Linked DNA regions of Ovis aries: regions 1 and 2 are each linked to region 3. Evidence: chromatin contacts called from public Hi-C data. All regions are on one chromosome and are shown on one strand. The core of a region is the stretch at or near the end of the contact, and the rest is flanking DNA. Distances in the headings are between cores, read along the strand shown. Region 1 holds the start of SPRY2 (sprouty RTK signaling antagonist 2). Region 2 overlaps LOC132657264 (a long non-coding RNA gene). Region 3 has its middle 180 kb from the start of NDFIP2.

Evidence for each region. Hi-C and Micro-C count contacts between places; a contact is called where the count stands out from the background.
Region 1: a contact with region 3 is called in a Hi-C map of liver, with 4 times the contacts expected there. The contact joins the promoter of SPRY2 here to the enhancer-like site in region 3. A contact is called at or near these places in 3 of 16 Hi-C or Micro-C datasets (liver, skin fibroblasts and tail adipose tissue).
Region 2: a contact with region 3 is called in a Hi-C map of liver, with 4 times the contacts expected there. The contact joins two enhancer-like sites. A contact is called at or near these places in 7 of 16 Hi-C or Micro-C datasets (hypothalamus, liver, mixed tissues and 3 more).

What each region holds. Positions count from the first base shown.
Region 1 is chr10:55,944,459-55,947,706 of ARS-UI_Ramb_v3.0, forward strand. SPRY2 (sprouty RTK signaling antagonist 2) reads right to left here and starts at 1,785. Exons shown (of 2, transcript XM_027973702.3): 1 at 1,039-1,785.
Region 2 is chr10:55,970,566-55,974,059 of ARS-UI_Ramb_v3.0, forward strand. All of the region lies in intron 1 of LOC132657264 (a long non-coding RNA gene), which reads left to right. Among named protein-coding and RNA genes, the nearest start is that of SPRY2, 26 kb to the left of the region's middle. Within about 2 kb of position 1,971, at least 2 of the 54 cell types and tissues checked have an H3K27ac peak or open chromatin away from gene starts, as enhancers often do. A contact at or near this core is called in liver, where this site is marked.
Region 3 is chr10:55,368,125-55,371,419 of ARS-UI_Ramb_v3.0, forward strand. No RefSeq gene overlaps it. Among named protein-coding and RNA genes, the nearest start is that of NDFIP2, 180 kb to the left of the region's middle. Within about 2 kb of position 1,712, at least 3 of the 54 cell types and tissues checked have an H3K27ac peak or open chromatin away from gene starts, as enhancers often do. A contact at or near this core is called in liver, where this site is marked.

The DNA.
Region 1 (3,248 bases), core at 535-3,034, 580 kb after region 3:
CTCTTCCCCTTCGCAGCACCACCCCACCCTCTCCCCATGTTCCGTCGTCACCCCACCCGCCCCCGCTTTGAAACCCCCCATTAAGAACTGTGTGTGATCAGACTAAGGATGAGGGAGAAAGGACTTCAGCACAAGGGTGGGGCAAACCGACACAGAAACCGCTTTGTAAAAACGCAGAAGGTTCCGAATTAAAAAAACAGCAGCAACCACACAAAAAAAGTGGATTAGTCCATCAAAGTAAAGGAAAAAAAACCCAAAACCTAGTCTCTTTTGCCACCTATTTTCAGGTAATGGAAAACGATCGCGACCGCTTGATGACTTTCTTCCTGTGCTGGGTCAGCCCAATCGTCCAAAAAAAAAAAAAAAAAAAAAGCGTGACCCAGGCCGACCGCGGCGAACGGAAAAGAGCGAAAGCTGCACTTCCGAACCGCAGAGACGCGGCGCCAGGCAGGGCGACGCTCCCACCCTCTGCGTGCTCGCCGCAGTCCACGCCGAGCTGAGTCGTGGGCGCCCTCCACTCGCCACCCTGTCCTCTTTTTTTCCACCCGCGAGGCAGCGACCCGCACCCTTCACTACCCCTGCGCCCCTGCTTCGGGACTGCCTCTCCCGGGACCTGCCTTCCCCGGAGAGAACAGGTTCGAAGTGCGGGCGCCTTCAGCGGCGCCCTGGAAAACACAAAGTGCTTGCCTCCCTCTCCCGCTCTCAGCGCCCAGTTTGCAGCCAGTGCGCCGCCGTGAGCTGGCCGCCACCCCGAGACCCCCAGCGCGGGCGCGCTGGGTCGTGGGGCCGGGGACACGGCACCCCGCGCGCGCTGCAATCTCCCCCACCCCGAACCCCTGCCGCCGAGGCAGGCCGAGGCCGGGGCGAGGCTGATCCGCGGGCAACTCCAGGGCTCCCCACGGAAAACTTGCGGGGTGAGAGAAAGGGAGGCCCGAGGAGAGACGGACCCACTGCCGGTCCCGCTGCACCTACTCCATGTTGCCCACAACGCGCCGGCCGCGGCGCCAGGAGGGGACGAGCCGGCCAAACGCGCCTCACCGTGATCGCGGCTTTGCACAAACCCCTCTCCGTTGGATTCTCTTCTTTCCGCGATGTGCAAATAAATCCAGCCCTGATGCAAACTTTTTGCCTCTCCTTCCTTCCAAACTCTGCTTCAGTCTAACTTCTGAGCGATTGGCTGGACGAGAAAAGGAGAGGAAAAAAAATCCGGAGCCAAGTCCTAGCCGAAGAACACTGGAGTTCGGGGCTGGAGGCGACCCCCCTTCTAAAAGCGCACGCGGAGTATTTCCTTTTTTTTTTTTCCCCTTTTTTTCTCAATGAACTGGAGGCCGAAGCGCCAACGGCGAGTCTCCTCTCCCGGCAGATGAGCGAATGAGAAAAGAAAACGGCCTTCGCGAGGACCTAAAAGCCAGATGGCCAAGTCGTGCGGCCGCGGCCGCGTCCGAGCGGAGGCGGCGCGGGGGCGCGCGGGGCGGCGGGACTGGCCGAGCCGGGCCGGGCGGGCGCGGGGGCCTGGGCGCTGCGCGCTCCGCCGGCCCCTCTCCTCCGCTCGCGCTGCTGCGCGCAGCTCTCGGCGGTGCAGACTGGGCGTTGTGGAGGCGCGGCGGCGAGGCCGAGGCGGGGGCGGTGGGTGCGAAAGAGGAGGAGGAGAAGGAGGAGGAGGGTCTGGGGCCCGGCCGGGGGGGGCTCGCCGTTGGCCTGCGCCCTCGCCTTTCCGGAGGAGGCAGGGAGCTCTGCGGCGGCCGCGGCAGCAGTAAATGGCGTCATGTGGATCCGAGGCGGAACAGAGCAGTTGTTGTCCCAGAGGATATATCGCATCCGGTCCCAGCTCATTGGCTCCGCGGGGCTACATTCACTCACACTCCAGCGCCCGCCAGCGCTCCGAGCCGCAGGAGGCATTCAAAAGGGCAACCGCGCCGCCCCGCGCGTACCCGGGCCGGTCCTGCCGCCCGGGCCGCCGTCACGCGCGGTGCCCGCGGGGCCGGGCTGGGCACGGCGGGGTCAGTTGATCTAGTTTCAAGGAAACACTGACCTTAAAGTTTTCCCCAGAGGCTAGGAGGACGAACCTTGAGCTCGGCGGATTTAGGGAACTTTCTCCCCGCCACTAGGAGAAGGGAATGAACGTTTCAGACTAATCCTGGCTAGGCTGTGTTAGCATTAAAAACCAGTTGCGGGTTTTGAGACTTTCTTCTGAATCCATTGCAAGACAGGCTCTCCCCTTTTCTGTTCCCCCTCGAGGGGGCGACGGGGAGAGAAGCAGGGGGAGGGGAAGGGGAGCGGGAAGTGAGGTGGGAGGGCTATTGGTTTATCCTTTGTCTACTGGATTAACCCGATTATACACCAGGCACCGGGACAAACCGCCACCCCCACCTCCGAGCGGCGTACGAGAGGGGCGGAATGCAGATTCGGGTTTCAAGTACCTCTGCTCTGGCCGGGATTTGCTTTTCATGGTGTCAATTGTAGCTTTTCGGTTTAATATTAGATGTTGTTCTAAAAGAGGGAGTGAGCTACAGATGGAAGCTTTCTGAAGATCTTCCTTGCCGTTTTGTTTCACGCAATTGGTGATGGAAATGCTACAGTCTAGGCCTTAAAAAAATTTAGTTAAATCAATCCTACACACGTACACGATTACTAAGGGCCACATCACGGGCTTCTGAAATGGGAGGGGGGCTCGCTGTAACACTGCAGATTTCCTCAACTAGAAGAATCATCGTTCATTTCCGACTCTCCTTGTCACGCAGAACATTCCCCAATAAGATTCTATTGTCCATCTTGAAGGTGATCTATTTTCCCACTTACAAAAAGAAATGTAAAGATAGAAAAGGCATATATATGCGCTGCTCTAACTGCCGATCGTTTACGAAGAAACGTGCAGGGACGTGGGAGCACCAATGGGAAATTAACACCCCCGCCCCACACTCTTAATATTGGATTCTGAATGATTTACAGAATGAGTTTACTTTACAGGGAAGTACGGTCAGAACTCCCGAAGAGCACCTGCGACCTCGCGGTCCTAGGGTTAGAGTTCTTGAAACTGCTAGGAAAACGTGGTGCTAGATTTCCCGGGTCTGGTTCCACCCCACCTCGGTTCACAACCGCCCTGGCGCTCGCCGCCCTGTCCCGAGCCCTTGTCTGCGGATGTCCCGGGCGTGTTCCCGGCCACGCTACCCTCTCCCCTGCCTTCTCCATGTTTCTCTAGGGCTCCTCGCCCCGGGTTTGGAACCAGAGGTGGCAGAGGAAGTGGCCTG
Region 2 (3,494 bases), core at 721-3,220, 600 kb after region 3:
GTCCATGGGATTCTCCAGGCAAGAACACTGGAGTGGGTTGCCATTTCCTTCTCCACATTGAAAGTCTAAATTAGATTATTTATGAATGGACTTCTTTATTGATATATACTTTATGTATTACTAGTCCTGAATGAATCAACTTAAAATTATATGTGTTTCTTTTTCTTGTTTTGTTCATGATAGTGGTTTTATTTATTTATTTATTTATTTAATTTTTATTTTTACTTTATTTTACTTTGCAATACTGTATTGGTTTTGCCATACATTGATATGAATCCACCACGGGTGTACATGCGTTCCCAAACATGAACCCCCCTCCCACCTCCCTCCCCATAACATCTCTCTAGGTCATCCCTGTGCATCAGCCCCAAGCATCCTGTATCCTGCATCAGACATAGACTGGCAATTCGTTTCTTACATGATAGTATACATGTTTCAATGCCATTCTCCCAAATCATCCCACCATGGTGGTTTTAAAAGCCATGGTTTTTACTGTTGGAAGAACTTTTAGTCTAAGAGTACTCATGTGTTCATAAACCTTATAGTCTAGGAGAAGCAATCTGGAAAGAGAAAACTCTTTTTATACCCCAGGAGTTCCCCAGCAAATAGATATGTACTTAAATGGAAGTGCATTTTTTCCACCCTTGGACTGACCACATAAAATTTGACACAGCCAAGGCATTGATCTAAACGAAGCTAGGATGCATACAAGAGCTGGTAGATTTATTTTAGGTCCTTTTTAGCCAAAGCTACTTTTTTGCTTTATTTATATTATCAGAATCTTCTTTGCTTTTCATTCTCTTCTGATCAGAGAGGTAGACTTCTTTAGACCTACCTTCTCTGTTAACAGTAGCCATTAGTCACATGTGGCTGAAATGTCCTGAATACAAGCTAGATTTCAGTGACTTAGTATGGAGGAAAAAAAAATTGATGGTGAACTAGCTCATTTGCATATTTTTGTATTATACATTAAAATGACAACAGTGGTTAAATAAACATTATTGAAATTAATTTCTTTTCATTAATTTCTGTTTCCTTTTACTTTTTACCACTGAAAAATATTAATTTACATATATGGCTCCCATTTCTGTTGATGGAAACTCCTGTAGACCAATAGTTCGTAACCTTTTTTGAATAATGATGCATTTCTTTGATACTCTGATAAAAGCTCAATAGATCGGAGAGAGATAGATACTGTCAATTCTGTTACAGCCAACAGATGTGTCCCTAAGACTTGCCTTACTGTGCAAAATCATGTCATAGAAGCCACAGGGCTGGCACTGGAGTAGACTTTCAACAGTTTCATCAGTGACCTGTGAAGAAACATAGTAAACATGGTAGCATGGTTCTGTCCATGGCGAGTGGTTAAGAAATATGCCAGTATTACAATAAATACGGTGCTTGACCCTGAAAATGTCTCATTTGTCTGTAGGGGTGGAGCTCTACAACTGCCCACCTCCAATGCCTGCCTTGTTCCTCTGGCCTCCACTGTCTGTGTCAGAGGATGAGAACTTGTTAGGAAAGCAGAAAAAGACTGAGAGAAAGAGAAGGAGAAAAATAACAGAGAACAGACAGGAAAAACACAAAAGAGGCTGAGAGGAAAGAAGGGGAAAAATGAAAGAGAAGGGAGGGCATGAGGCTGATTGCCAGTCAGCGGGGTTGTGGCGTGTGATTGGGAGGTTACCTGAACTCAGATGGAATGTTGGAAGAGCACAAGGAGAAAGTTGGGAAGTGAAAGTGAAAGTCGCTCAGTCCTGTTGGGCTCTTTACGACCCCATACAGTCCATGGAATTCTCCAGGCCAGAATATTGGAGTGGGTAGCCATTCCCTTCTCCAGGGGATCTTCTCAACCCAGGGGTGGAACCCAGGTCTCCCGCATTGCAGGTGAATTCTTTACCAGCTGAGATATCAGGGAAGCCAGGAGAGAGTTGGAACAGTAAAGTCAACAGCAAAGGTAGAGTTCATTGTTCGGAAGAAATGTGCGCATGCGTGCCTTTTGTTGACTTGCACAAAGCTCAGTTCAGCTAGGTGCAGTTTTCTGTGTTGGCCTAGAGATGAAATTGGCACAAATACAAAATTAGCGCTGTGCTACAGACTTCTCTAATTTGTCAGTCACGTTGGAACAAATTCACGTTTTCAAAATAAGCGTTCTAGCAGAACTGATTGTAGAAACATACACCAGGATAGATTGTGACACACAGCTCATGTTTGCAACCTGCAGACTGGAGGAGTGTCAGGGCATGTCAGGCATGAGGAAGCAAAGGTGAAATGTCAGCAATAGGTTCTTTCAAGATGTTATAGTACCTTACATAGTTATAAGGGATTATAAGAAGGGAGTATTGAGCAGTTTGTGGAGACCCCAGTGGAATGTAGAGAGTGAATGCATTTATGGGGTTGGATTCTTGAGGGTAGAAGATGTTGAACTTGAGGAGCAGAGAAGGTAGATTCCCATTGCATACCAACTGAGAATGCTGTATTTACACAGCCTTTCTAATCTATGATAGAATTGTCCAGGAAAATCTATTTGCGAATAGAACTCTCAGGGGCAGGAAATGAATGCTTGGTGAGAGGAAAATTCCAAGAGTTAGTAGGAAAAGAGAGCAGATATTGACTTAATAGTCTGCTTCTATTTATCTTGGGCTTTAGTTATAATCCACAGAACTTGGTTCCTGTGACTTTACAGAAATAGGTCTAAGAATCTGTCAAGGGAAAGTGAACTGAGATCTTCAAGTCACTAGGAGTAGTGAAGTAACTTTGAAAATTAAATCAAACCATTGAAGTAGTTGCCCATTAAACATGTTAATACTAATGATGGTGATGATGATGATAATAAGCTAGTATTCATTGGGCTTTAAGTGTAGCTGGGAACCTACTATATGTTTCATGTGGATGATTTTACTTACTGCTCATATTAAAAAAATTTTTTTTAATTTAGTTTTTAATTGAAGGATAATTGCTTTACAGAATTTTATTTGTTTCTGCCAAATATCAACATGAATTGCTCATAACATTTTGAGAAAGGATTTTTACCTTTCTTATCTATTTCTTTTTACAGATAGAAGTGACTATGCCAACATCACACTGGTAGCAAGTAGCTGAGTTGGAGGAGCTTGAAGGCAGGCAGCCTAAACCGTGTTTGCATGAAAGACTCTGGTCTTATTAGTGATCTTGCTGGGGACTTTCCTTTTCTACTGTTGTATATTCTTGTTGTTCAGTTGCAAAGTCGTGTCTGACTCTGCGACCCCATGAACTGCGGTATACCAGGTCTCCTCGTCCTTCACTATCTCCAGAGTTTGCTCAAACTCGTGTTCATTCAGTCAATGATGCCATCCAACCTGTTCATTCTTTGTTGCCCCCTTCTCCTCTTGCCCTCAATCTTTCCCAGCGTCAGGGTCTTTTCCAGAGTCAGCTCTTTGCATCAGGTGGTCAAAGTGTGGGAGCTCAACTTCAGCATCAATTCTTCCAACGATGTTTGGGGTTGATTTCCTTTAGGA
Region 3 (3,295 bases), core at 462-2,961:
AATGCTCTCAAATTCATATCCATCGAAATCAGTGATGCAATCTAACCATCTCATCCTCTGCTACCCCCTTCTTCTATTCCTTCAGCATCAGGGTCCTTTCCAATGAGCTGGCTGTTCCCATCAGGTGGCCAAAGTATTGGAGCTTCAGCATCAGTCCTTCCAGTGAAGATTCAGGGTTGATTTCTTTTAAGATTGACTGGTGTGAGCTCCTTGCAGTCCAAGGGACTCTCAAGAGTCTTCTCCAGCACCACAGTTCAGAAGCATCAATTCTTTGCCACTTAGCCTTCTTTATGGTTCAACTCTCATATCCATACATGACCACTGGAAAAACCATAGCTTTGATTCTTGCTCCAACAGGAGAACAAGGAATTCTTGATGCAGAAAATTTTTCTTGAATTCAGTGAAAACTGTCCCCATCTACAACTGGTATCTACCATTTACAAACACAGACAATGGAATTTCAAGATAATCTGCTCTAATTTTTAGTACAGTTGGAATAAAATGTAGAATAGGCTCATGACTTTTTGCTCAGTTTCAGTAACCCAAGCCCCTGGTCACTGAGTCTAAACTGAGAAATAAGTCTAGTCAAATGCAATGGGACTAGGGGGCATGGTAAGCTTCTAAAAGAGCCACATGGGAAGACTAACGTCCTTGGGAGCATAAGGTTATTCCTCATGGGTGCTCTTTTCCACAGAGGTGAAAGAGAAGGCTTCTGTCTACCTTCTTAATTTCCCGCCATTGACCTCTAGAACTTTAAAAGGTGTTCCATCTTCCATGAGAAACTATTGTTTTCTGAAGCCTAGGTTGAGTCTCGAATCCAGTGCCATGAATCACCAGGTGGCCACCAGGGGGCAGCTCTGTATCGCTTTTGGGCATCATCTTGTAGGTACTGGGGTATTACGGAAAGTTTCAGAGCAGGGGGAGCTTCCCTGGTGGCTCAGTGGTAAAGAACCCACCTGCAATGCAGGAGACCCAGGTTCAATCCCTGGGTGGGGAAGATTCCCTGGAGGAGCAAATGGTAACCCCACTGGAGAAAAAGAATTCCAGGGATACTGTTAACAGAAATGTTAACCCAGGACTGCATGACTGAGTGGATATGGAGGGAGGAAAAAAAAATGGAGAACAAGTTTCTACTTGGAGAATGTTAAAAATTCTGATAATGGAAATAAATCAGCTTAGCCATCACTTTCCCCCCTTTACATGTAATTTATCTCATTTTAATAAAATTTATCAAACATTTGAGGATACTCTTAAGATGTTCATATACCCAAAAAGGCTTTTTGGAATATTTCTTGGGGAAGAGAAAAATCAGAGTCAGGCAAATGTAGTATCTACCCTTCTTCTCTAGCTTCTTATTTGTTCCTACGTCATTAAATGGTAGATGTTTTTAAGACACATGGGCTTCTCAGCTGGCTCAGTAGTAAAGAATTCTCCTTATAATGCATGAGGTGAAAGAGATGCGTGTTCGATCCCTGGGTCAGGAAGATCTCCTGGAGAAGGAAATGGCAACCCCACTCCAATATTCTTGTCTTGGAAATCCCATGGACAGAGGAGCCTGGAGGGCAACAGTCCATGGGGTCTCAAAGAATGGGACGTGGCTGAGTACATGAGCACATGCCTTGGGGACACAGGTCCTGAGTCTACCACTCTGGTTGGGTGGAGGACAAGTCAGTGGAAAATTGTGTCATGGGGAGGACGTGGCCTCAGGAGATCTTTGTGTTAATACCCATGTCCACATTACTTCATGGAGCTTACAGTCTCACTGTATTAAGAATGTGGGTATTAGGTCAAAAGGCTTCCCCAAACATAAATACCTGCCAAATGTATCTGAGGCGAGATCCCAACATATTACACAACCTTAAGTCAATAATGCTTCTGAATCTTTTAAAAGGAAAAGAAAGAAGCCCCAGAATGGAAGCTGGAAGCTGAGCTGCGACACAGAGCACTCTTCGTGGGACTGATGTGTATTATGAAGTTTTCCATTTCTGGTCTGTGATTTGTTCTGGCCTTTCATTTTTCTTTATACTTTTACAGTTTTGGACTGAAAGTGGAAAAGGCGAAATGCCACAGTAAACACAAGGAGGTGGTGAGGTTTTTGTCACTGGGGAAGCTAATCAATAGTTTTGATACAGAATTCAGGACAAAAAGCATCACAGCGGACCTGCCAAATTATGCAATTGATTTCAGCAAACAGACACTTACTAAGATTCTCAAAGGTTGCATGAGTCCGGTTTCTCTGCCACAGCTCCCTGGAGTTCTGCTGCACAGTTTGTGTCCATTGAGGTCACTCACATGGTGGCACTGACCCTCCTTGGTTCATCTGGATTGCCTTTTGCCTGCTCCCACCTTAAAGGTCTCTCCATCGCTCACCACTCATCCCTCCTTTGGACCAATAGACAAGCACCTTTTCTTTCTTACATCTTGAAAATACTCAAAGTCGAATTATTTTTCCCCTAACCACTGGCTCTGCCATTGACATGCCACCGTAATCTGTTACCTAGATTACTGTAATTGCCTTTAAATGGTTCACTTGCACTTACCCTAGCGCACCCTACAGCTTGTTTCTCAACATTGCAGCCAGTAATTCTGACTGTCCACTCCTGTCACTCGTTCAAAATTCTGCAATGGCTGCTGATTTCACTCTTCTGTTTATTCTTTATTGAAATAATAGTGGCCTTACAATGTCATGTTAGTTTCATGTGTAGAGTGATTTGGTTATACATATTTATATATTATTTCTCATTTTCTTTTCCATTATGGTTTATTATAAGATATTGAATATAGTTCCCTATATGTGCTATAGGATAGGGACTTGGTTGCTTATCTATTTTACATATAATAGTTTGTGTCTGCTAATACCAAACTCCTACCCTCCCTTTCCGCTTTGGTAACCAAAAATATGTTTTCTAGGTCTATGAGTCTGTTTCTGTTTCGTAAATGAGTTCATTTATATCATATTTTAGATTCTACATATAAATGATATCACATGATGTTTGTCTTTGTCTAACTGGCTTTACTTAGTATGATAATCTCTAGGTCCATCCATGTTGATGCAAATAGTATATATATATATATTTTTAATGGCTAAGTAGTAGTCCATTTGGAGAAGGAAATGGCAACCCACTCCAGTATTCGTGCCTGGAGAATCCCAGGGACGGGGTAGCCTGGTGGGCTGCCGTCTATGGGGTCGCACAGAGTCGGACACGACTGAAGCAACTTAGCAGCAGCAGCAGCAGTAGTCCATTGTGTTTGCAGACGCACACACACACACACACACACACACACCACATCTTGT